6 separate regions of the Mus musculus genome follow, and all the other regions are linked to region 1. Evidence: chromatin contacts called from public Hi-C, HiChIP or PLAC-seq and promoter capture Hi-C data. All regions are on one chromosome and are shown on one strand. Each heading gives the region's core, a stretch centred on a gene start, on an enhancer-like site or on the middle of the called end of the contact. The rest is flanking DNA. Distances are from core to core; before and after follow the strand shown. Region 1 holds the start of Tex261 (testis expressed gene 261). Region 2 holds the start of Loxl3 (lysyl oxidase-like 3). Region 3 holds the start of Dqx1 (DEAQ RNA-dependent ATPase). Region 4 holds the start of Pcgf1 (polycomb group ring finger 1). Region 5 holds the start of 1700003E16Rik (RIKEN cDNA 1700003E16 gene). Region 6 holds the start of Dctn1 (dynactin 1).

Region 1 (3,943 bases), core at 378-2,877:
AAGGCCGCATGCATGCCTGTACCCCCATGTCCCATTTCATAGCTTCCTTGAATGCTAAGCATGATCTACTGAATCAATTACGTAACTCAGTGATGAATCCAGCAGGCAGTCTGAGAAAGGCTTCGGTTGTCGGTGATGAAAGGTCTAATTGCTATCCCAACCACACCCACAGACTGAGCCAATGAGCTGGCTGTAGCCCTGTCTTTACCACAAACTACAACCCCAGGCTACGTTGAGAGTGAAAGTAGCTGCAGACTTTAGGCGACTGAAAGGTGAACTTTTCTGTCCAAAGGTATCCTCCCCCCCCCCCCCCCCCGCACCTCAGTCTTCCTCACAGCCTCTCTAACAGGGACAGGGACCAAGTCTTCAGGAAAAGAAACCTCCATGAGGGAAGAGAAAGGGCTGGACATTCTCCCTTAGGACAAATGACACTGAGTGGAGAGAGGGCAATAGCTAACTAAGCGTTACAAACTGTCCTTATTGTCCCTATAAGTTCTAAGCCTGGGCTGGGATTGGGGACCTGGTGTTAGAGACCGTGGACACTGTGAGACAGACACAGGAAAGCGAAGCCATGAATACCTATCAATGAAATATCTGCACTGTCACCTTAAGGAATGGCAGTAGGTTGTGAAACTATGCCACCTGAGGCTGGAGGGCCAGGGGTGATCTGGACCCAGGAGTGCAGACTGCAGGGCAGGGAAGCAAGTGGGACACCCTCAGATCCTGGGTTCTCAGCACCAAAACAGCCCCAGCTCAAACAGTCCCCACTTCCTGTTTCTGATGTAGGGCAAACAAGCCCTGGGTGACTACTCCAGGGAAAAGCGGCCACTTACCCAGATCATGTATTTGATGATTCGGCTGGTGGCCACCGTGTACTCTTCTATCAGCTCTGCAAGGTAGTACAGTCCAGCCGCTGGGTAGGAGAAGGGGGTCCCAGAGGGAGGGGGACAAACAGGAAGAGATCAGCCAGGGACACTCCCACCAGCCTGCTCATCCTGTAGTCCCCCACCAACCCTCCTCAGACTCCAGGAAGTCGGGAACAAGCCAAAGCACCCCTGGGATGTCCTTCTCATCTGCACAAGTAGATAGAACTTTGCCAAGACAACTGTAGAAATATTGGATTTGACCGCACAGCATAAAGTTAACCTCTGTTCCGGGAACCTTAAACTTCACTCGTCAATCAACACCTGCAGAACACTTAGTTTACAGGCCGGGTGCTGTACACTAGCACACAGCCGGGTGAGACAGACAGGGGCCTTCCCCCTGTCCCAGCTGGAGGGGACAGGCTGAGTAGGGAGCTCAGGGCTCCAAGAGCAAGGATGCGTCTCGGGAACCAAGCATCCCCACCGGAAGGTTCCGCAGAGGTCCAGTAGGACCAGCTCGGGGTCGTCAGCGCCCAGCTGCAAAGAGCAGCAGCGGTTGGCGGCTCGGGGCATCGGGGCGCGCGCGGCCCGGGTCAGCGCTCTCACCGACGGCCAGAGTGATGAATGCCACCTGGATGAACAGCGACAGCCAGCTCAGCACGTACATGAACCACATGGCGCCCCCCGGGCCGCCGGGACGGGCCTGCGCGGTCCGGCTCCCGCGACACTGAGCGGCCGCCGCCGTGCTGTCCCCGCCCAGAGGACGCCGAGAGGAGCAGGGCGGAGCGCCGCGGCCCCTGCGCCCCCGCCAAGCCCGCGAGCGCCGCTAACCGGCTCGGAGGATCGAAATCGCGCTGCACCCGGTACGGAGCGCCTACACAGAGCCCAGATTGATTGGAACCAATCCTGGCTCAAGCCTGCTCCGCACAGCCTTGGATCCTAATTTTCTGGGAGAGGAAGATTCCCTTCTCTCAGGTCACACACTAGGAAGCCGCATAATCTGGAATCCCAGGTGCCTTTAAATGGTCACCTTCAGCCTTAACTCTCCCTCTAGGCTGAGGTCTTTTGCAATGCAGGTCTTCACTTTTGCGTGGGGACTAAAGCAACAGCTAAGCACTGACTGTACTTGCGACACCGCAGGTAATCATCTGAGAGAGCACCACCTAGTGGCTGACACAGGTAAGCTCAGAGTGCCAACAAGCCTCTTATCTCAAACAAACTTTTTGTTTGTTATTTTCAGAAAGGGAGGGTCTCATAGCTCAGGCTGGCCTTTGAACTGTCAACTCTCCCATCTCCAGCTCTCAATTGGTAGGGTTTCAGATGTGTGGAGTCTCCGTACTAGGGCAAAATATAACTTTGGTTTTGGTTTTGTCTGTTTTGATTAAGGGTCTCTATGTAGTCCTGCAACCTGCTATGTAAATCAGGCTAACCTTGAACTCACAGAGACCAGCCTGCCTCTGCTTTATCCCAAATCCTGGGATTAAAGGTGTAGAAACATCATGCAAAGATCTTTTCTTTTTTTGAAACAGCCTTATGTGCCTCCAGGCTGGCCTTGGTGACACTAAGTAGTTTTGAGTGCTGGAATGGTAGATATTATATGTTAAGGACTAGGTACAATATTAAGGCCTAGGTAACTGTCACCTGGCCAGCCTGCCATTATAAGGAAACTTGCTCATGTTTCTACTGTTACTAGGAAACTTTCTAATGCCAGGATTGGTTATGTATTCTGTTTTGTTCTGTGCCCTGGGAAACCAATCTAAATAGAAATGCTTTGCATGGTTACTCACAGCAAGTTTGGGTCTGAAGTGACCATCCAACAATACTTTCTGCACCTGACTATAAGCTTTTATGGGATTTGCTGTTATAAGCTGCCCCTGGGATGAACCCCAACATAAGAGATATAAGAAACTATTTAAAATAAGACCCCCCCTCCATTTTGAGTAGGGGTCAAGTAAAGTTTAAGTTCCCAAGACTTCCCTGGGAACTGACTTCCTAATTGGCAGAGAGAGACAGGTATGTGGGCAGCTGACATCCTGGTTAACAAGTTAAGATATGAATTTTAGTCAAAACAAGTCCCATCCTGGTAGACAAGTTAAGACATGAATTTTAGACAAAGGCAAGTTCCCTGCAGCCGTTGAATACCCTAACCAATGGGAGCAGGACAAGTGTACACAAAGACATCTTCCTAAGGAAGTTCCCCATCCCTAAATCCTGATTGGTGAAATAACATGGCACAAGATGTTTGCGGCTTGGGGCTTTACAACCCTGGAGGATCTTAACTTGGAGTCATGGTTTGTCTCCTGAGCCTGACTCAATAAGTCTTGGGATGTGGCATTCAGTAAACCATCCCTAGTAGACCAAGATCAGTGTCTGAGTGGCTTGTGTGGCAATTCCTAGACCCCCAACAGGTATGTGCCACCATACACATATCACACACAGAGTCAGATTTCTTGATTCACAAAGTAAGTGCTCATTCCTAAACAAAACAAAAAAGGAACTGGGCTGGAGAGATGCTTCCGTGACTAAGCTCACATGTTGCTCTTGCAGAGGACCCAAGTTTATTTCCCAACACACGTCAGGTAGTTTACAACCACCCATAAATCCAGGTCCAGGTGAACCTGAGGCTTCTGTCTTCATTGGAAGCCTATACCCAAGTGCACATACCCTACACAGACACACAAATACATACTTAAAAATAAATAGGCCACACACAGTAGTGCATGCTGTTAGTCCCAGCACTTGGGAAACAAAGTCAGGTGGATCTTTGTGAGTTTGAGGCCAGCCTAGTTTACATACAAAGTTCCAGGTTAGTCAGGGCTACATAGTGAAACCCTGTCTCAAAACAAACCATAAAAATCTTTAAGTCATGGAGGGAAGAAATGTAGATGTGTCCTCTGGTCTTTCTTCAGAACTGGAGAGAAAGGGACTTGGGGCCCCTGAAAGCTGAGTGCACCCACCTTTCAATGTGCCTGCTAGAACTGGTATGCCAGCTGGGTACTGCCATTTCTCCTGTGTTAGAGTCCAAACTGGCCTGGCCAGCCAGGGCTGAAGATCTGAACTTCCTTTGATGGCAAGAAAGG
Region 2 (3,943 bases), core at 408-2,907, 740 kb before region 1:
GCTGTACAGCGAATTCTCCAGCATCTCCAAGGCAGAAAACTTAGGTTGGTTCTCCGTCTGCGCCAAAGCCCAGCCGCCTTTCTGCAGAAAAGGGAACATGGAAGAATTATATATAATTCTCTTGGGTCTAGGGTAGGTGCAAGAAGTCCAGTGCCTCTATAATAGCTCCATCCTCGCAGTGTCCCTTAAGCCCAGAGATGCCCACCCCCAGTCACTCACCGGAAAGGCGGTTCTGCATAAAGTCTGCACCCAGGCGGTGCTGGATACGGCGTCCGCCGCCAGCAGGTGCGAGCGCTGTGCGGTGTCCAGGCGGAAGGCAACAGCGCCGGGCTCAGGGGGACTCTCCACAGTCACCGGCACCACGCTCACACATTCAGCCAGGCGTATCATCTTGCAGTCTAGACGGCGAGAGCCGCCTCGACCCCCTCTAGAGCTCGACCCCTTGTGATCAAAGAATTCCAGCCGCGCCACGCCGTGAGGACTGGCTGGGTAAAGCACAGCCCAAGTTTTCCTCCACCTCTGGGAAAGAACGAAAGACTCGAGAGTGCGCGGTGGTAGCACGCGCCCCACAAGGAAGAAGAGACCCATGAAGGCCGATCTGAGTCTGGGGCTTCCCAGGCTGAGCTACTTTCCCAAAGATAATGGCATCCCAAGACCGCACCAAGGAGGGCACAGCCCGAGACTTTTAAGGGAACGTCTTGGGGATCTACAATTGCCCGCGCGCCGTTCCGACCTTCTTCCGGCCCCTTCCCTCTTTCTGGATTCTTTCACCCACTTCTAGTCCAGAGGGGTTTCGCCATCCCCCACGCCACAAACAAACTACCTTGGTCCCGAAGCGCTGACTCTGCAGAAAAAGCGGACCCTCCATCACAGCCCCGTCCATGGCCCAGGCGATTCCTTCCGCGCTTCCTGGCCCGGAGGGCTGGGGGCGGGGCGGGGCGGGGCGAGGCTGCAGGGTGCCGGAGGCGTGCCCGCCCCTCCCCGGCCCCTGCGGCGGTGATGGGGGAGCGGAGGGCTTGGAGGAAAACGAGCCATCAGGAAGAACTCAGGGAGAGCTCACTAAAGCCTTTATCTTTAGTGGTGCACACAGTGGCACCACTCAGGGAAGCGGTGATCACCAACCAGGGGCCCTAGTGCCTGGGGGGTGGAAGCTGAGAGTGACGACATATGTTTAACGTGACATCAGAGTGAAGGCCGTGACATCACCTGCAGGCACCTCGGGGGCGCCATAATGACCAAGGGAGCCATCGGGACAATAGTTTTCTTTGTGGGACCTTTTCTCATGGCCCAGCCCGGGAATTGGACTGGACTGTTGTTGATACTCTGTCTAGTTGGGGATGTGGAGGAACGGCTACGGGCTGGAAAGCTTCCCGTTGCCACAGGGGCCGTCCTGCTGTCCCGAAACCGTTTGCAAGTCAAGCACCCTGAATACGGCTGCCGGGCCTCCAACCTGCGGGAAAAGAAAGCTTCATTGAGCCGGGAGGAGTGGGAGGGGGTGGCGTGGCTGCAGCCAGCTCCACAGGGGAGGGGAAGATCTAGAGGAGGGAACTGGCCTGGCCGGAATGGAGGGAGAAAGCGGAATGTGGGAGGGCTCTAGGGGACGTGGGAGGGACCAACGAAGAGGGGAGAGGAAGGGGGGGTCCAGTCTCCCCTGGCCGAACACTTTTTTTCTGAGAAGTCCTGAAAGTAATCTCCAGGACCAGGACTCTGCTTCCAGCCTCTGGAGTTGTGCCTAGTCGAAGGTAGGGGAGTTACTGCTGGCCAGCGGGAAGAGGAGTTGGGGATGGAGAGGATGGTGGACCAGGAGAAACGCTGATTTGGGATGGAGTCGGGAAAGCCAACCAACTGACAGTTTTATTATTGGTCAAGGAGCGAAACAGAAGAGTGGAAAGCTGAGCAAACTGTTGGGGATGGAGGCTTCAGGGTGCAATTTGCAGGCCCTACGCTGAACACCAGGGCTTCGGAGCCAAATGCCCCCAGAACAAAGCTGTCTTGTCTGAGTTGGGGGAAGCAATGGAGGGCCCCCCTTACTGTGGAGGACTGTTTTCAGCCTCGGATAGAGAAGGCCTGAGCTGGGGAGCTAGCCCTAGCTTCTGGTTGCCCAGTGACAGAAAAAGAGGTGTTCCAGGGAGCTTGGATAACTCCATACCAAACCCTGCCCAGCTTGAAGCCTAGGTCTCCTGGAGTCCCTGACCCTGCAGCATATTTGCCAGCCCATGTGCTAGGGAGGGTGGCAGAAGGTTCTCCTACTCCGGTTAGCCTCGGCCCTTCCTGCATGGGCATCTGCCCCCATAGGAAACTGAAGAGTCTTCTCATTCATAGTGCTGAGATTTCCAGGGCTGGGCTCCCAGGCTCCCCTTGCCTGTGATGCCATCTGTCTGTCTAACTGCATGGGTCTTGCTGTCATTTCTCCTGTGCCTGCACCTTGGCTTTTATTCCCTCTCCTCATGGTTTTTGCCTCTCTGTGTCATTCCCCATTACTCTGTGCTTTGGTTTTTTTGGTTTGATTAAAACCATCTATCCATATTCAATGTGTCTCTCACCCCGTGCCTTTCTGTTTTTTCCCCTTCGTTCCCACAGTCTCCCTTCCTGTCACATCCTGTCTGGGTCGTCCTCTCTGTGTCTCTTCCCAATATCTCTGTTTACCCAACCCATCCGTAGACTCTCCATCTCTAACCCATACCCACCCCATGGATGAAAGTAAATAGAGATGATGGTGTTGGTGGTAATGATGGCCAAACCAGGGAAGGTTATGGTGGGACACTAACCACAAGTTATAAGTTTTATTATTTGCAAAGGGAAAGGAGAGTCTCCCTCGCCCCCAATCTAGGTCTCTAGGGCTGTGCCTGTTTTCTTTGTGTTCCTACCCTCATTCAGTGTGTGTGTCTCTCCTTCTCTGTCCCTTAGTGCCCCCCTCCTTGGGCCCCACCCGCCATGAGAGCTGTCAGTGTGTGGTATTGCTGCCCATGGGGACTACTGCTGCTACACTGTCTGTGCAGCTTCAGTGTGGGGTCTCCGTCTCCTTCTATCAGCCCAGAGAAGAAGGTAGGAAGCCAGGGGCTGAGGTTCCGGCTGGCTGGCTTTCCTAGAAAGCCCTATGAAGGTCGAGTGGAGATACAGCGAGCTGGTGAATGGGGCACCATCTGTGATGATGACTTCACGCTGCAGGCTGCCCATGTCCTCTGCCGGGAGCTGGGCTTCACAGAAGCCACAGGGTGGACCCATAGTGCCAAATATGGCCCTGGAACAGGTGAGCGATGCTCTGGACTAGCCCGGACATTATCTAAGTGCAGTTCAAGTACATAGAAAAGAACAAAACACCTTAATGGCACAACCAAAGGGACACGGGACACCAAGAATGGGCAGAATCAAGCAAACCCACAGATTATAAACCATCTAACATACTAATTTCAGGGCCATGTGACCTGAAGCTAGCCAGTACTCTCCAGGAGCCTCCAGTGTTCCATGTGTACAGTGAGAAGGGGGCTATGTTCTCTTCCACAAAGTGAGACTCCATAGAGCTATGCACAAAGACAGCCCAGTGCAGGGGAGCCCTGGGTGATCCAAGTGCAGTCGACTCAGTGATAATATGAGGGCAGGTGAATGGTATCCGAATGTCCCCTAGCCAGAACGGGTCATATACTACAGCTGACAAAATCGGGACCCAGGTCAGAGCTAAAACCAGCAAGCAGGAACTCATGTGGAACAAGTATGACAGTGCGAGGGTTGAAGCACAATTCTCTGGAGCTGAAAGTGCTCAGATTGTATGGGCTCACACTGTGGGTGTGATGGGTGGGCACCTGCTGTTGATCCCCCTCCCCTGTTCCCAGTTGCTCCACTGCTTCAGAGATCAAGTGTCACTTTGGAGATAACAGCCTTGGAGACCAACAGTAGAAAGTGGAGATGCTCAGAAGTACTTTCCTACACTCAGTCCTCCAGAGAG
Region 3 (3,943 bases), core at 392-2,891, 720 kb before region 1:
TGACCACTATCCTGTCTGCCTGTGGTTTGTTAATGTCGAAGTTCTAACAGAAGCAACACTTATCTTCATCTCCCTACTCTCCCCACCACTGTTCCAAGATAAATGGGGAAGGGCCATACCCTTAGCCCCTGTCGACTTAACAGGGCAGGGCTCTGGTTTTTGTAGGTGGCTTCATCCCATTCGTCGACAGCTAGGGGAAGAGAGTGAGGAGTTTGCGCTCCGTGTACAACAGGTGGTAGTGAACAGGGGTGTGGTGGAAGTGGGGGGGTCCCTCCCTCCTGGGGAGAAGGGGAAGAAGACCTGACGAGGCTACAGCTATAACCTTCCAATTCTCCCTAGCTGGTGGCCAAAGAATTGGGCCAGATAGGGACACGGCTCACTCCAGCAGACAAAGCAGAACACATGAAGCGACAAAGACACCCCAGATTACGCCCCCAGTCAGGTGTGTGATCTGGGCACAAAGATGCTTGCTGCGCTTGGTGGTTTTGCTTCCCTCCTTACGCGTGTCTGCCTCTCTCAGTAATCCACTCACCTCATTTTTTTTTCTTTTAAACAGTGCAGTCTTCTTTTCCTTCTCCTCCCAGCCCTTCTTCTGATGTGCAGCTGACCACTCTCGCTCACAGAGTCAAGGAGGTTCTGCCCCATGTGCCATTGAATGTCATCCAGAGAGACCTGGGTATGGGAAAGGGTAGCATCACAGAATGGCAGACACAGGAAAATGGGTCTCAACAGAGAAGGGGTACAGGGAGTGGACACTCTGCCCCTCTCTTCCCAGCCAGGACTGGGTGTGTAGACTTGACCATCACAAACCTGCTCGAGGGGGCTGTGGCTTTCATGCCTGAAGATGTCACTGAGGGATCTCAGTCCCCGCCTGCACCCTCTGCCCCAAAGGTGAGACCTGGAGTAGTCAAGGCCAAGACTTAAGGGCAGGTCTGGGCAGTCTCTGCTCCCTCTCCCTGACTTCTCGCCTTGATGTTGAGACCCTAGCACAGTGCCTCTCTTGCAAAGTAGGCATTCGATGGGTGTATAATGATGATGACTTCGCAAGCCCTCTGACATTGTGATCACCTCAGTTCCCCAGCTCGGGCCTGGCGACCCCTCAGCCCACAGCCCTAACGTTTGCCAAGTCTTCCTGGGCCCGTCAGGAGAGCCTGCAGGAGCGCAAGCAGGCACTGTATGAATATGCAAGAAGGTGAGAGGGTTAGAGGACAATATGTGAGAAAGAACAAGTTGGAGAAAGGCCTGATGAAGCTGATGTGACAAAGCCTATACACTCTCTCCCCCATGTCCCACAGGAGATTCAGAGAGAGACAGGCCCAGGAGGCTGAATGAGCCCAAAGGAACAGGATGGTACCCAGAGCCGCAGGACGGAGACTGGGGGCAGCCCTCACCCAGCTAACAACAGGCCGGATGAGTGGGTGGTAAAAAGGGAGGGATGGGGCTCCCCCAATCTCACATTAAATTCAGGGTTTTCACTCAAGGTCTCTGTTGCCTCTTTGGGTTTCAAAAGCCCCTTGAGCAGGTTTCTTTTCCTGGGTTGAAGACTACAATATGGGTGAGAATGGTCAAAATGGAACTGTGAAATTACACTAAACTGAAGACAAAACAACTGGATCCCAGCTCAATTATAGTGTAGGCTGTCACTCCAAAACTACAAGTCCCAGAATGCATTTCATGACTATAGTCATATAGGCTCAGTTATACAAGCTCAGGGTGGCATCAGGAACCTGCTTTCCATAGGTTCCTAGCTAAGCTGACCAAGGTGGAGCAAAAGGCCCCTCCCCCCAAAATAAAGCTCTGGGATTGGAGTTTGAGCTCAGCCTCCCGGATGGGGCCGGAATTTACCTTTGTACTCCAGGGAGGCCTGGGTTGGTGTGCCTGGCTGGGTGTGTCCAGAACTGGCTGCCATCCTGACCGTGTCCCAGAGCTGCTGGCAGGTTTGAATCCAGAATCATTAATGGCCCTACCTACTGTCCCCTTCTCTCATCTCCAGATTTCTTACTTTTCCCCACTTGGGCCTTTCCCACAGATGACTGCTTCTTGTAGCTCCTGCTGCCACCGTGGGTCCCTGTGCTAGTCACAGATCTTTACTACTCAGGGATCCCAGCTACAAACAGGGTGAAAGTCCACTGGTGATGTCCTCTTAGAGACACCCAGCACGGTTTCCTGGGAAGGATGGACCCCAAGGCATTCTCCCCTGTGGGATAACGTTGGGGATCAAGCTGAGATGGGAATTCAGTATCAGTCACCAGACCCAAGGCCTTACTGGCTGCCCTGCTTTTCGTAGGTTCTATGAGCAGCCACCATGGCCTCTGGGCTGGCAGAAGAGTCTGAACTGAGTCCTGGGGAGTCTGAGCTGGCTGTGAACCCCTTTGATGGGCTCCCCTTCTCCTCCTGCTACTATGAGCTGCTTGAGCAGCGTAGAGCCCTGCCCATCTGGGCTGCTCGCTTCCTGTTCTTGGAGCATTTGGAGAGTAGCCCCACTGGAGTGGTGCTGGTATCTGGGGACCCTGGCTCTGGCAAGAGCACCCAGGTGGAGGAAGATTCTGGGAGTGGACAAAGGGCAGGGTTAAATGTGCTTTTGCCTGGGTAAAGGAGAGGGGATGTGGGCGAGGCTGACCCACTGGGTGGTAAGGTTCAGGGATCCCAGTTCAGCTGGCCATAGTTGTCTGAGGTTCTCCAGTCCTCTGACACATTCCCTCTCCCTACCCCAGATTCCTCAGTGGTGTGCAGAGTTTGCGCTGGCCAGAGGATTCCAGACAGGACAGGTTACAGTCACTCAGCCCTACCCTCTGGCAGCCATGAGCCTGGCTTCAAGGGTGGCTGATGAGATGGACCTGACCCTGGGTCATGAGATTGGATACAGCATCCCTCAGGAAGACTGTACTGGGCCCAACACCATGCTCAGGTGGGCCATCTGCAGTCTGACCTGAGCTTAACTCCCCCTGTGGAGTGGAGACAAACCCAACTGCCTATTATCTCCTTATACCCTCAGCTCAACCTGCAATGGAGTCATGTGATACAAACCTCACTCCCCTACCACAAGATACAGGATATAGTGCATAAACCAAGTGCTCTCAACAGAGATGTGGGATCACACTTAATGGTCCACAGGCTTAGGACATCTTTTTCTGTCCTTCAGTATCAGAATCTGGGCAACTTGGGGAAAAAAAATACATGGATTTTGGTCTGGTCCATGTCCACACTGACTCCCTGCCCTCTACGAATGCCAACAGGTTTTGCTGGGACAGGCTATTTCTGCAGGAAGTAGCCTCAACCCGGGGCCCTGGAGCCTGGAGTGTGCTGATACTGGATGAGGCTCAGGAGCGGTCAGTGGCCTCAGATTTACTACAGGGGCTCTTGAGAGATACCAGACTGAGAAACCTGCCAGGGGATCCCAGAGTGGTTGTAGTTACCGACCCAGCGCTTGAACCAAAATTCCAGGCTTTCTGGGGCAATTCTCCCATTGTGCGTGTGCCCAGGGAGCCTGGTGGAGATCCCACCCTTGCCTACAAGGACACTGTCCCTACCGACCTGGTGGAAGCTGCCTGCCAAGCTGTGCTTGAGCTGTGTCAGCAGGAAGAGGCACCAGGAGATGTGCTGGTGTATCTGCCCAGCGAAGAGGTAAACGAAAGGAAAAAGCAGATATGGGAAGCATTCCTGTGCTGCTTTCCCGTCCCAGAGGCAACATATCTTAGGAACAGTGGCTCTGTTTACTCTTTGCTAAAGACTGCACAGGGGAATCAACAACTTCAGAATAAAGAAATCTGCTGCTCACTTTTTAAATTGCTTATAATTGTAGAGCTTTGTGCACAGCAAACTAAAATTCTAGTGTGCCCAACTTTAGAAGTATGCCTGTTTTCTCAGATAAAAGGGAGGGCCTTAGCTTTCATCAGTTTGTCCAAAAGGTCTGTGCTCCCCCAAGAAAGGTAAGAACTGCCCT
Region 4 (3,943 bases), core at 391-2,890, 700 kb before region 1:
GGGTTTCCCTGTGTAGCCCTGGATGTCCTGGAACTCACTCTGTAAACCAGGCTGGCCTTGAACTCAAAAAACCGGCTGCCTCTGCCTCCCAAGTGTTCGGATTAAAGGCGTGTGCCACCACTGCCCAGCTGGAACTCACTTTTAACAGTTTTCTTGAGGTCTAATTTATGATACGCTGCAAGTTGCAAGTATTTAAAGTGTATACTGTAATTGGTTTTGCCCCATGTACATGTCCACTAAACTAGCACCACCATCAACATGAGAAACACATCATCAAAAACGTGTGTTCTTTGTAACCTATGATCAGAATCACTTTGCCATGCTGTGGGAAGAAAGGTCTAAAGAGGGAACGATATAGACATGGGCAAGCAGTCAAGACCTGCAGTGGCTCAGAGGTGACTAGGTGGCCTGGGCCAGGAAGGTAAACCATAGCTGTATGTAGTCGATTAACAAGTCTTTAATACTTTCCTGACGCTTATGTACTACCACTTATGGGGTAACAGACATACACTCCTTTCTGTGAGGTTCCTGTTACCTTCAACCTAATTATTCCAGTTCTTTTAGACCCCATTCCTTCCATTGGGGCTCTCAATCCACACCTGTTTCTTTGGTCGTTCCTCTTCACACTGCCTTTTTTTTCTATTTCCATCACATTTATACCTCTCGTGCATCCATTTGTCAATCATGCCCACACAAGAGTCCCAATTTTCTCCAGAGAGCCTTTCAAGTTTCCGCCAGTCTCTCCCCTCTCACTCGAATCTCCAGTTGTACTCGATGCTAATAACGCTTCAGAGTAAATTTATTCTTTTAAAATTCCGCCGTAGGGACCCAGTGATGACAGTGTACCAGACCCGGGAACCCCTGTGTCCTCCCCAAGTGCGGGCCCGGGCCTATGCTACTGCAGGCACTCGCTGCCCAAGTCTCCTCGCTGTCAATCCTCCCCTCCTCCTTCGGCATCTGCTCTGCATTAGTCTGTCCCAGGCCTCCGCAGGCGCCGATGATTAAATCATCATCATTAGCCAGGGCCTATTCTCCCCATCCTCGGCAGCAGGGAGAGAGTGGGGAGTAAGAGCTCCCGGTTCCCCGGGGGGTCTCTCCCTCTCCACCCCGCCCAGGGCACCCTCTCCCAGACTTCGCGAGCCCGGAAAAAACTCCCGCGGCGCAGACGGGAGAAGGCCCGCGGCTGGGACGCAGCTCCGCAACGCGGACGCCGCAGCGGAGCAGGACTGCACTGTATAGAGAGGACCCCGGGTCGGAGGCGAGGTCGGGTCCCAGGACTCCCACACTCCGGAGCTGTAGCGGCGGGCGATAGCCCGGCTTCGGGGTCCCAGGGCACACAGGCTCTCTTAGCACAAGCTACCGAAGTTGATCCAGAGGTTGTGTGCGCGCCGTTGGAAGGACGCCCGTGGGAGCGTGCACCGCAGAGACCCTGCTTCACTCAACCCCCCTCCATAACGACCACCGATTGTTGGGGGGGCAGCGGGCTCAGGTGAGCACACGGGGAGCTAAAGAGGGGGCGAGGGCGGGGTGTGCCGGAAAACTAGCCAATCCGGAGAATGTGAGGCCCTCGTTGCTAGGAGACAAGTCCCGCCCCGCAGGCGGTACCGGAAGTGGCGGGCTGGGATCAGCCTTTAAGATGGCGTCTCCTCAGGGGGGCCAGATTGCGATCGCGATGAGGCTTCGGAACCAGCTCCAGTCAGTGTACAAGATGGACCCACTACGGAACGAGGTGCAGGGGCAGCGGGATGACTGCTGGGGTCCGTTAGCTGTGTGAACCCAAACGAAGGAGAGGACGGGTGGCGGCGGGATGGGCGCCCAGTGCGCTTGCGCAGCCACGGGGTGCGCGATACGCACGCGCGATTCTGGCCGAGTTGCCAAACGCTGGACTTGGACGCTTGCGCGTTGTGTCTCCGACAGCGTCTGGTCTCCCGAGGGAAAAAAGAGAGTCAGGCGGGTCCGCGAAAAGAGAGCACCCGCTGTGCGCGGAGCCCTCTGCTGGGCGAAGGGGGAGCTCACTCCCCCGTCTCTTCTCGGGGGCCAGACGACCCAGTCCAATAACAAACTGCTCTGTTGCTGGGAATTGCAGAAGGTGAGATGGGGTGGGCTTGCAAGACCAGTGGGGAGTGACTGAGGGTGTGTCCACAGGAGGAGGTCCGGGTGAAGATCAAAGACCTGAATGAACACATCGTTTGCTGCCTGTGCGCGGGCTACTTCGTGGATGCCACCACCATCACAGAGTGTCTCCACACCTGTGAGTGTCCCGGATCCTGTCTCTCCTCTTCCAAGCTGGCTGCCAGCCTCTGTGCTGCCTGTCCCATGTGTCGGGTTCCCAAGGGACCTGAGCATCTTCGTTTCTCCTCTTACAGTCTGCAAAAGTTGTATCGTGAAGTACCTGCAAACCAGCAAGTACTGCCCCATGTGCAACATCAAGATCCACGAGACGCAGCCGTTGCTCAATCTCAAACTGGATCGGGTCATGCAGGACATAGTGTATAAGCTAGTGCCAGGCTTGCAAGACAGTGAGTGGCCACCTTATATTTGTGGGGCCTCCTGACTCTAATGCTGGGTGGCACCTTGACGTTTTGTTCCCAACAGTTTTGTTGGGAATCAAAAAAATACAAAGATAAAGAGGTCAACAGCCAAAACAAAGAGAATTAATATGGCTGCCCTTCACCCCTCCTTAGGTGAAGAGAAACGGATTCGGGAATTCTATCAGTCCCGAGGCTTAGACAGAGTCTCCCAGCCCAGTGGTGAAGGTATGTCCTTGGTGCTCATTTGGGGGAGGGGGGCAATTAAAGCCCTCAGAGCATCTCTTTTGCCTGGTTTTGCTCTCTGGGGAGAAGAGGGTATGGAACCTGTACCAGCCTCCTCAATATCTACTTTTCCTCAGAGCCAGCCCTGAGCAACCTTGGCCTCCCCTTCAGCAGTTTTGACCACTCTAAAGCCCACTATTATCGATATGATGAACAGCTGAGCCTATGCCTGGAGCGGCTGAGGTGAGGGGCAGGTCAGAGGTTGCGTGAAGTGATACTACTGGTGACCCAGATGCTAAGGGACTTGGGGGGAAGGGTGAGGGAGTGTCTGCTCCCCTGAAGAAAGTGTGCTGTGGTGCTTGTGCTAGGTAGGAGACAAGAAAAGTGGAACCCTCTAACTTGTATCTGTTTCCATCCAGTTCTGGCAAAGACAAGAATAAAAATGTCCTTCAGGTGAGAGGGGTTGAGGGGAGGGCCCCTTTGAAGGAGCCGTTTCTCCCAGCAACCCTTCCCTCAGACACCTGTGCCCTCCCCTCCTTCTCTGTTCCTAGAACAAGTATGTTCGGTGTTCTGTGAGAGCTGAGGTCCGCCATCTCCGAAGGGTTCTGTGTCACCGACTAATGCTAAATCCACAGCATGTAAGTAAGCCCATCATGTTACGGGGAAAACAAGGGACTGAAAGGGGAGGGCATGTCTGGCTTGCCAGCTTGTACCTGGAAGAAAGCTCAGGCCGGAAGATCACTTCAAGTTCAGGGCTAGCCTAGGCTATATAGTGAATTCCAGGCTAGTCTGGACTCCAGAGTAAGACTTTGTTTACAGGAGCAAAAAAGGTTTGAGAGCGGTCTGCTCAGATAGCTTAGTCAAGTATTTGCCTTTCAAGTACCAGGATCAGAGTTCAGTTCCCAGACCTAAAAACAAACAAAGAAAACCCTAGCATAGTAGTGCAAACTTGTAATCGCAGCAGTGGAGCCGCACAGAGGAAGAGACGGACAGAGTCTAGGGACAAGTCTCTGTCCAGCACTACTTCCCTGCCCATCTCCCTCTTAGGTACAGCTCCTTTTTGACAATGAGGTTCTCCCAGATCACATGACAATGAAACAGCTATGGCTGTCCCGCTGGTTCGGCAAGGTAAGCCGGGTGCACAGTGGGCTGAGGGGCCAGCAGGTGCTGAGAGCCCACTCACTCCTTCT
Region 5 (3,943 bases), core at 1,039-3,538, 620 kb before region 1:
ACTCAGAGTGAAGCTAAGGGAGAGTCAGAGGGAGTTGAAATTGGGAGACAGCTTTCTGGAAAGACTGGCCTTGAACTGGGTCAGAATAGGGGCACTAGCTCAAGTCCAGGAAAGGAAGGAAGCTACAAGGTTGGCAGCGTCTGGGAGATGGTAGATTCCAACTTCTGGATTCACACCAGCGTCAGAAGAGTTAGGGATTTGTATAAAACACCACTTAGTGGAAAGTATGTTTTTCTCCAGACCTGAGGTTGCTGCTTCTAAGAACGTACAAATGAACCCAAAGCCACACTTCTGCTTATTAGCATTGCTAATACCCACGCCTGGGCCTCCCAAGGGTGAAGGAGTCTCCCAGGCTACTAGAACCGCTGGAGGAAGTGAACTCACCTGCCCCTGGGCACGCTCAGTGGCAATATCTGTGATTGGTGTCTGGTGCCCAGCCAGTTCCTCGCTGAGTACAATGTTGGGACCCTTAGCGGGGATATCAAAGACCAGTACTCGACCGGAACACGTTCCTGCAGCCAGAACCAGTGTCCCACTGATGGCTTCCTGAGTCCTCTGGGTCTCCAGTCACCACAGCCAGCACCCCCTCTATCCCAGAAGTCTTAGTAATAAACTCAGTACTCCCACAGGCCTGACTTTCCATTCACTATCCCTCTCTAAATGTTTTTCAGAGTCTCTGATACCCTTCCTTCCCAGCTTCCCTCTAACTCTTCCTAAGTTCGTCAACCCCTCAGCATCCTCTTGGCTGAGACCCCACAATCATGTACTTCACATACAGGCCCTAGCCCTGTCTCTAGTCTGCTCACCCACACAGATGAAGTGGACGCTGGCAGCAATTCCTCGGGCAAACATAGCCTGTACTGAATACAAAAGCAGCTCTCAGAAACAGCACTTCCCCCAGCCCCAGCGAATTCTCCCAGCCTCCACCCCTGCTCCACATGGTCCTGAAGGTACCTGAAGAAGCATCGCCTGAGTCCAAGGCGTGCCAATAAACCATGACGGAGCCATCAGACTCATACATCTGGAAGATGGGGGCAAGGATGAGAGCAAGATCCAGATGACCCTTGTTGAGTTCTGGGCACTTCACCCAGCCAGGTAAGTCCATTGGAATCCTCAAACTCTGTTCTGGGAGGCAGGCACTATTCTTATCCATAGTTTTCAGAGGAGGACACTGAGGCTACCCGTGCCCAAGGGTCACAGAGTTAATAACAGAAGCAAACTGCTGATGCAGAATTGAAGAGTGAAGAAAATGGAACAAAAGAAGACGAAAAATAGAGGCAGAGTGGGCTGCGCATGTGACATCTAAAAGTGTTATTGGGTGGGGGTGGCGCTGGAGAAAGGGCAGGAGGGTTCTATTCTCACCTGTATCCCTCGATGCGAGGTGAGGACCAGCAGTACTCTGAAGGGGAGGACACACCAGTGAACCTGGAGAGACGCGCATCATAGAAGAGGACATAAGGCGTCAAGAGGATAGGTATTCAAGAACAAGGATCGCACTGATTTAAGCAACACCTCTTTCACTCCTTGCCTTACCTGAGTGATAAGTGGGGGACTCACTCCAGCACCCTCTTTAACGTGGAGCTGGCGCTGGGCCAAGGGCACACCCTCAGGGGCAGCACTGAGAAGCTGGGCGCTCGGTCCATGAACCACCCCAAAATGCGTGAGATCACGGGCTGGCAGCTGCAGTACACTGAGGTTGTTAGACAGGGCGGCGGCAGAGCTACGAAGTGGGATGGAGCGCTCGCGGCGGAACATTCTGAGAGAGAGAGAGAGAGAGAGAGAGAGAGAGAGAGAGAGAGAGAGAGAGAGAGAGAGAGAGAGTCCTAGAGTCACGGCACGACAAATAGGGAGAAGGCCACTGGGGACACTGGGACAGGGGAGAAGGACAATGAGATGCAACCAGGAGACACTGAGAGAGACCCTTGATTGATAGGATCCCCGAGGAAAGTGATGGATAGTAGTCACAAGGAGGAGAGGATCCCACGGAGCTGGAGAGAGCCCCAGGGTTGAGTGTTGCAGCCACCAGGGAATCCCGCAATAAGAATGATGATGTAAATACCTGCTAGTACGGAACGTCTCAGCTAAAATGCAGAATGTGGTCTCCAGCTCTTCTTCCCACAGCTTAGCTACCTGAAGGCCCACGCCAAGGTTAGAGGTCACACCTGCAACCCACCCCCACCACCCTCAAGTGTGCCTTGCCTGACGCCGCGATCCTAAGGTCCCTCCAAATCCGCCGCCACCATAGAGACGACGCACCGACGCACGGCCTCTGGGCGTGGCCTGTGGCTGGAACTTGCGGCGCGCAGCTACGCGGTTACCAAGCAACCGTGGACCACGCCAGGGACCCTCAGCGGGGCCTGGTTGCCGAGGAGACCGTTGGGTCGCGGCCACTGCAGCTACAACGATGGAGGGTCCTGAAGGCAGCTGAAACACCGCCTTGGAGTGACTGTCACGAAAATGAGTCACGAAGGCTCGGTGAGTTTCAGCTAGACTTAGGGAGTGCGCAAGAACTGGGGTTGGCCGGTATCGAGGCAGTGGACTAGCTCTAGGTTCGAGATGGGCATGCCTGTACCTCGGTCCCTGAGGGAAAGGGTCAACGGCTGGACCAGGCCAAGGGCAAGCGAATTCGGAAACAGCTGAACCACTAGTGCAAATAGTAATTCCTTTCTGACCAGGAACCCGTGTTGGTGGGTAAACCAGAGGCACTAGGAAGAGGGTCTGATGGATGAATCACTATCTTGACAATTTCAGGACTACGAAATGGATCAAACAACTGTGAGGGTGACCTTAAAACTTACTTTATTATCATTATTACTTTTTTTTTTTTTAAATCGAGACAGTCTGATTATATAGACCATATTGGCCTCCAACTCAACTCTGCCTCCAGAGTGCTGTGATTAAAGGAATCACATGCGCAACCATGGCTTGCCTTTTATTTTGAGACAAGGTCTCAATGTGTAGCCCTGGCTGGTCTAGAACTCACAATATAGACCGGGTTGCCTTTGAACTCATAGCTTCTTCCCATACCAACACTCTCCCATCTCACTGGTCAAAAACCAATTACCTTTAAGTCAAAAAAAAATTTTATGTATATGGGTGTTTTGTCTGCATGTGTGTTTGTGTACTGTGTTCATGTCTGATGCCTGCAGAGGCCAGGAGAGAGGATCAGATCTCCTGGAACTGGAGTTACAGTTTGGAGCCATCACATGGGTGCTAAGAATCAAACCCAGGCCCTCTGCAAGAGCGGTCAATGTGGGGTCAACTCTCTTACTCCCAAAGTCAAGGCATTTTAAAAAATAAAACAGATTGGTAGGACCTCGAGAAAATGAAAGAGTAAAAAATATCTCTGTTCTCTTGTGTTAAGTGCACGCCACATCTCTGTCCTAGCTGTGGGGGGAGGCCTAAGGGATCGGTTCTTTGGTTTTGCGTTGGCTTTGGGCTTAAGGAAGCAAAGCTTTAGATGGAGAACTAGGCAGCCGCTTGGTTTCTGGGAATTCAAGGCCAGGAACTGAGAATGTAGAGAACAGAAGACACCGGATTGCCTGAGAGAATGAATATTGGAGAATATAAAATAGGAAACAATTAGGTAGATAGATAAAAACTTATATTTGGAGGTAGATTTTGGAAGGAACCATCTTCCTTCATGGTCTCACTTCATGGCCCAGTCTGGCCTTGAACACATGACAGCTGCTTCAGGCTTCTGAGTGCTGGGTTTATTGCTGTGAGCCACCACACCTAGTTCTGGCCCTCTTTACAATTTTTTTTATTATTATTATTACTTATCTACATCTCTTTTGTGAAGTATTATGTCCCTAGGTTACTTTTGGGCTTTTCTTAGTTACTTATCTCTTGCTGTCACAAAACACCATGAGCAAAGAAACTTATAAAAGGAAGTGTTTAATTTGGGGTTCACGGTTCCAAACGGTTAAGCACCCAGGAGCAT
Region 6 (3,943 bases), core at 712-3,211, 600 kb before region 1:
GGAGTCAGATCCCCAGAGCCACCTGATGTGGGTGCTGGGAACCAAACTCAGGTCCTCAGACATAGGAGCTGGACATGTACTTAACAGCTTAGCCATCTCTCTAGTCCTTATTTTTATTTTTAAAAAGGATTTATTTTAAAGTAAGTGTGTGTGTGTGTGTGTGTGTGTGTGTACACACATAAATAGAGGTTCCTGCAGCAGTCAGAGGCATCTCATCTTGAGCTGGAGTTACAAGTAGTTGTGAGTGGCACAGCATGGCTGCAGGTAACCATGGTAACAGAGTAAACTCAGGTCCTTTGCAAGAAGAGCAAGACCTTTTAGCCACTGAGCCATCTCTCCAACCCCTGTCCTAAATATTTTATTTTTTAAGTTTTATTTTATGGTGTATGGGTGTTTTGCCTGCATGTATGTCTGTGTAGCATGTGTGTACCATGCCCTTGGAGTTTAGAAAAGGGTAATAGATCCCCTAGGACTGGAATTAAAGGCACTTGTGAACCTCTATGTAGGTGCTGGGATGAACCTATGGTTTTTTTTTTTTTTTTTTAAATGGTTTTTTCGAGACAGGGTTTCTCTGTATAGCTCTGGCTGTCCTGGAACTCACTTTGTAGACCAGGCTGGCCTCGAACTCAGAAATCCGCCTGCCTCTGCTTCCCAAGTGCTGGGATTAAAGGTGTGTGCCACCATGCCTGGCAAATCTATGTTTTCTGCAAAAGCAACCAGTGTTCTTAATTGCTGAGCCATCTCTCTAGCCCCCGTTTCTGTTCTACCCACTGAGCAATCTGCCGAGCCCTAACGTGATGTTTTGAAATGTGTTCTGTAGGCACTCTGAGTGGGTTTAGTACGATTGTCTGGGCTGGGGTGGATATGAAGGCAGAGCAACCTGGACACTGCGGGGGAAGCAGAGGTGGGGTCCTGATGGTTCTGGGCAGAAGTAAGGCACAGAGACTGTTTTGGTTGAGAGGTTAATCTAGCATATAAAGGGACTGGCTTCATTATGGTGTTCTTCCAGGTGGGCATCACCTAACAGAACTGCTTTGTGGCATTATCCTGTGTTAGGCAAGTGTGCAGAGTGGCAGAAATTGCAGTCTTGTCAGTGAAGGAAGACAAGTGTATTCAGGGACTAGGTCCACATTACAGCCAGGGGATCCAGTGGTTAGACCCCAGGCCCTTTGCTTAAGGGGTAAGACCTTAGGCATTGACCTGTGAATAATAAATGAGGTAGCATGTGGAAACCTTTGACTAGAATAAGTAGTTTCATTAAATTAACACCATCTGTTTTAAAATTATGAAGGTAATATAACATAACTAAGGAAGCTTGTGAAGTACACAACTATAAAAAATAAGTTGGCTTGTTGAGTCTGATGTTAGAAGACAAGGCCAAGGGTAAAAGAGATGAGGACCTGGGTAAAGTGGACTTGGGCCAAGGGGACAGTGAGGTGCTTAGCTTTTGAAAACTACCTTTAATAATCCCATTGAATGTGATATCTTGGGGATCAGAGCCTGCCTGACACAGGCAGAGGAGGGAGTGACTGTGGGGACCTCTGCTGTTGCAGGGGTGGGGAGCTGGGTACTCATGGCTTTCTCTGGGTGAGCAGGCTTCTAGCTCTGCCCCTCCTGTTTATCTGGCCCAGTGTAAGACAGAGATCGAGACCCTCGTCGTGTGGAGTCCAGACATCTTTCTGGTAGGGTGACACAGAAAAGCAGCAGAAGGGACTAGAAGGCCTGTGAAAGCAGTTTGATGAAGTGCTGATCATTTTGAAGTGGCACTTGATGCTTGGGGACCTGCTGAAGCCTCACTCACTGGGACTGGGGGCAGTGATAGTGAGGGGTACAGGTGGGGAAGAAGTGTCACCTCCAGAACCCTGCCTGCACTCTGGTGCTGAGGATTTCTTGCCTACCCATCCCTGGGTTCGTGTGAAGGAGGGGAGCACTAGGACCCAGAGGCCAGCATGCTTCCTGACAGTCTAGAGCAGCACTAGCGCAGAGTGAGACTCATCAGCTGGCAAGCGGGGCTCAGTGTCTCTGGGTTCAGGAATCCTTGGGCAGTAGAAGGGACTTACTCCTCAGCCCCATCACTGCTCCTGCCCCTCCAGAGGGAGGACCATGGACGGAGGGAGGTCCGTGGCTAACGGCTTCTGAGCCGTCCGTCCATGCAGGCCCATCACCCTGACCCCTCCTGCCTAGGTTTCTGCCTTTTCTCTGTCTTTGGCTAGCTGGGGGAGGGGGTAGAGTCCGGGTGAGCAACATGGCCCAGAGCAGGAGGCACATGTCCAGTCGGGTAAGTGGCCCCAGTCAATATGGGATGGCCCTGGGAGGGCTGCTGGACCAGGCCGGGTGCCTGTGGACATCACTTGTGTGGGGGCTGGGGAGGCAGGCTGGCTCTCAGCTGAGGTACTCACACACTGGGCTTCTGAGGAGCCTTCAGAGCGCTGACAGGGGCAGGCTGGACAAGGTACCCCACCCACCCACCCAGTTGGGTCCTAACTGGGGCCCAACTAGACTTGACCTCTGACTCCAGCTGGCTCTGAGGCCAGGGATTTCTGAGGGGTCCAGTCTGTCTTTGACTGGCCTGGGGGTCAGAAGGCCTAGCTGTGAGGCTCTTTTCAGATGCCCTGCTATCTGCCTCTGCTCTCTCCTCTGTGAGGTTAGATTTGCATCCACTGTTAGAGCCACCTGACTCCGAGAGGCGTGTTGGGAGGTGTGGGAGGGTCTTTTCTGAGTTTGTGTCCAGCCTTGATATCATTGGCAGTTTCCTTTATTGTCAGGCCCATGAGCTCTTCATTGTCCCTGGTATAGTTTGAGGTCCCCACATCCCTAGGAGCTCTGTCCTTACCTTACTGGTGGGGCTTTGTGAAGAGAGGGGCTAGGGAATGACAGCTGGGAAGGGTTTGACTTCCCAGGCTCTGGCAGGGCTCCTTTCTGAAGCTAACTGTGGTGTGTGTGTGTGTGTTTGGGGGGTATCAGGAAAGACCCCTCCCCCGAGCCTTTAGGTCCACGGGGGTCACATTTTCTTGCCTTATTTATTTGCTACAATCTCTCTGGTTCATGGAACAGCTATTGCTAAAAATGGCTTAGGTGTGATTTTCTTCCAAATCGTGGTCTGATCTGGGACCTAATTTCATGTGTTCTGTCATCACGGGTATGTAAGAATCTGGGTATGACCCAAGGACAGCGTTTTGTTTGTACCTTTGCCAACCCAGATGAACTACTGGGCAGGGTTTGAGGACAGTAAAGGGCTAACTTGAGGTATTTTGTTTATTTGTTTGTGCTCTTCATTTTATGACACCGTGGCCTGCAGGGTTTGGGGGAGAGCAGACAATAGGACATGGGCCCTGAGGAGGGTGCTGGTGAATGTGCTGTAGTCAACAGTCTAGCAGTGCCAGGTAGATATGGAGATGGACTGACAGCAATCATATCAGCAAGGCATGGTGGTGGCTGTGGCCCTGGAAAGAGGTGCAGTTCTGTCTTTCTGAGAAGTCTAGGTGGACGTGCTGATGCGTGCCAGTGAGCCCAGCATTCAGGGGGCTGGGGTAGGAGGGCTGCAAGTTTCAGACCAGCCTAGGGTGGTACTGAGATTCTGTTTCAAAGAACAGTGACAAAAATTTTAAAAGGCTCGTGTGCACGCACACACACACACACACTCAGGAAGAGGAGGAAGAGGAGGAGGAAGAAGAGGAAGGAGAGGAAGGAGGAAGAGAAGAAGAGGAGGAGGAGGAGGAGGAGGAGTGGAGGAGGGTGGAGGAGCTGGAGAAAGGCATTTGGTTTGAGTCCCAGGGAGACCGAGGACAGTGGAGAGAGCCACCACTGAGCTGCTAACTTTCTCAGCTCTGGTTCCTGGGACAGGGTTGTGGGGAGCCTGGTCTGAATTGAGTTGTTTGCTTGTTCTTACATCCTTTCCTTGGGGACAGTACACCCTAGAAGCAGCTATATGGTGATATTCAAA

The links. A called contact is a pair of places that touch in the nucleus more often than the background predicts. HiChIP or PLAC-seq counts read pairs in DNA pulled down with a chosen protein or histone mark. Capture Hi-C pulls out chosen DNA fragments and counts their contacts.
Region 2: a Hi-C map of B cells shows a contact between it and region 1, with 8 read pairs. The contact joins the promoter of Loxl3 here to the promoter of Tex261 in region 1. A contact is called at or near these places in 1 of 39 promoter capture datasets (pre-B cells), 1 of 484 Hi-C or Micro-C datasets (B cells) and 1 of 115 datasets of contacts at active chromatin or transcription factors (pancreatic cancer cells).
Region 3: a contact with region 1 is called in a FOXA1 HiChIP or PLAC-seq map of pancreatic cancer cells. The contact joins the promoter of Dqx1 here to the promoter of Tex261 in region 1. A contact is called at or near these places in 1 of 39 promoter capture datasets (cranial neural crest), 3 of 115 datasets of contacts at active chromatin or transcription factors (double positive thymocytes, memory CD8 T cells and pancreatic cancer cells) and 1 of 9 other capture datasets (liver).
Region 4: a contact with region 1 is called in a FOXA1 HiChIP or PLAC-seq map of pancreatic cancer cells. The contact joins the promoter of Pcgf1 here to the promoter of Tex261 in region 1. A contact is called at or near these places in 4 of 39 promoter capture datasets (the C10 cell line, cranial neural crest, embryonic stem cells and 1 more) and 3 of 115 datasets of contacts at active chromatin or transcription factors (large pre-B cells, memory CD8 T cells and pancreatic cancer cells).
Region 5: a promoter capture Hi-C map of liver shows a contact between it and region 1, with 2.2 times the contacts expected there. The contact joins the promoter of 1700003E16Rik here to the promoter of Tex261 in region 1. A contact is called at or near these places in 1 of 39 promoter capture datasets (pre-B cells), 1 of 15 datasets of contacts at CTCF or cohesin (large pre-B cells), 1 of 484 Hi-C or Micro-C datasets (uterus), 7 of 115 datasets of contacts at active chromatin or transcription factors (the SCID.adh cell line, bone marrow-derived macrophages, embryonic stem cells and 4 more) and 3 of 9 other capture datasets (adipose tissue, embryonic stem cells and liver).
Region 6: a contact with region 1 is called in an H3K4me3 HiChIP or PLAC-seq map of pro-B cells, with 3 times the contacts expected there. The contact joins the promoter of Dctn1 here to the promoter of Tex261 in region 1. A contact is called at or near these places in 1 of 15 datasets of contacts at CTCF or cohesin (large pre-B cells), 1 of 484 Hi-C or Micro-C datasets (uterus), 8 of 115 datasets of contacts at active chromatin or transcription factors (the SCID.adh cell line, bone marrow-derived macrophages, embryonic stem cells and 5 more) and 3 of 9 other capture datasets (adipose tissue, embryonic stem cells and liver).

Annotation. Positions count from the first base shown.
Region 1 is chr6:83,774,185-83,778,127 of GRCm38.p6, forward strand. Tex261 (testis expressed gene 261) reads right to left here and starts at 1,628. Exons shown (of 6, transcript NM_009357.2): 1 at 1,470-1,628; 2 at 834-913. The coding sequence starts at 1,539. It overlaps Gm52907 (predicted gene, 52907), which reads left to right and starts at 1,751. Exons shown (of 2, transcript NR_168047.1): 1 at 1,751-2,042.
Region 2 is chr6:83,032,548-83,036,490 of GRCm38.p6, forward strand. It overlaps Loxl3 (lysyl oxidase-like 3), which reads left to right and starts at 1,658. Exons shown (of 14, transcript NM_013586.5): 1 at 1,658-1,742; 2 at 2,908-3,250. The coding sequence starts at 2,935. Dok1 (docking protein 1) reads right to left here and starts at 924. Exons shown (of 5, transcript NM_010070.4): 1 at 824-924; 2 at 220-519; 3 at 1-81. The coding sequence starts at 883.
Region 3 is chr6:83,056,203-83,060,145 of GRCm38.p6, forward strand. It overlaps Dqx1 (DEAQ RNA-dependent ATPase), which reads left to right and starts at 1,642. Exons shown (of 12, transcript NM_033606.3): 1 at 1,642-1,937; 2 at 2,228-2,533; 3 at 2,715-2,908; 4 at 3,237-3,624. The coding sequence starts at 2,306. Aup1 (ancient ubiquitous protein 1) reads left to right here. Exons shown (of 12, transcript NM_007517.4): 7 at 166-232; 8 at 340-442; 9 at 557-676; 10 at 776-891; 11 at 1,074-1,192; 12 at 1,296-1,480. The coding sequence ends at 1,332.
Region 4 is chr6:83,076,750-83,080,692 of GRCm38.p6, forward strand. It overlaps Pcgf1 (polycomb group ring finger 1), which reads left to right and starts at 1,641. Exons shown (of 9, transcript NM_197992.1): 1 at 1,641-1,729; 2 at 2,146-2,251; 3 at 2,367-2,519; 4 at 2,685-2,756; 5 at 2,891-2,996; 6 at 3,173-3,206; 7 at 3,305-3,391; 8 at 3,801-3,881. The coding sequence starts at 1,673.
Region 5 is chr6:83,154,116-83,158,058 of GRCm38.p6, forward strand. It overlaps 1700003E16Rik (RIKEN cDNA 1700003E16 gene), which reads left to right and starts at 2,289. Exons shown (of 4, transcript NM_027948.1): 1 at 2,289-2,475. The coding sequence starts at 2,458. Wdr54 (WD repeat domain 54) reads right to left here and starts at 2,264. Exons shown (of 11, transcript NM_001362119.1): 1 at 2,200-2,264; 2 at 2,060-2,130; 3 at 1,534-1,756; 4 at 1,363-1,425; 5 at 955-1,021; 6 at 807-860; 7 at 385-512. The coding sequence starts at 1,755.
Region 6 is chr6:83,177,628-83,181,570 of GRCm38.p6, forward strand. Dctn1 (dynactin 1) reads left to right here and starts at 1,962. Exons shown (of 32, transcript NM_007835.2): 1 at 1,962-2,278. The coding sequence starts at 2,246.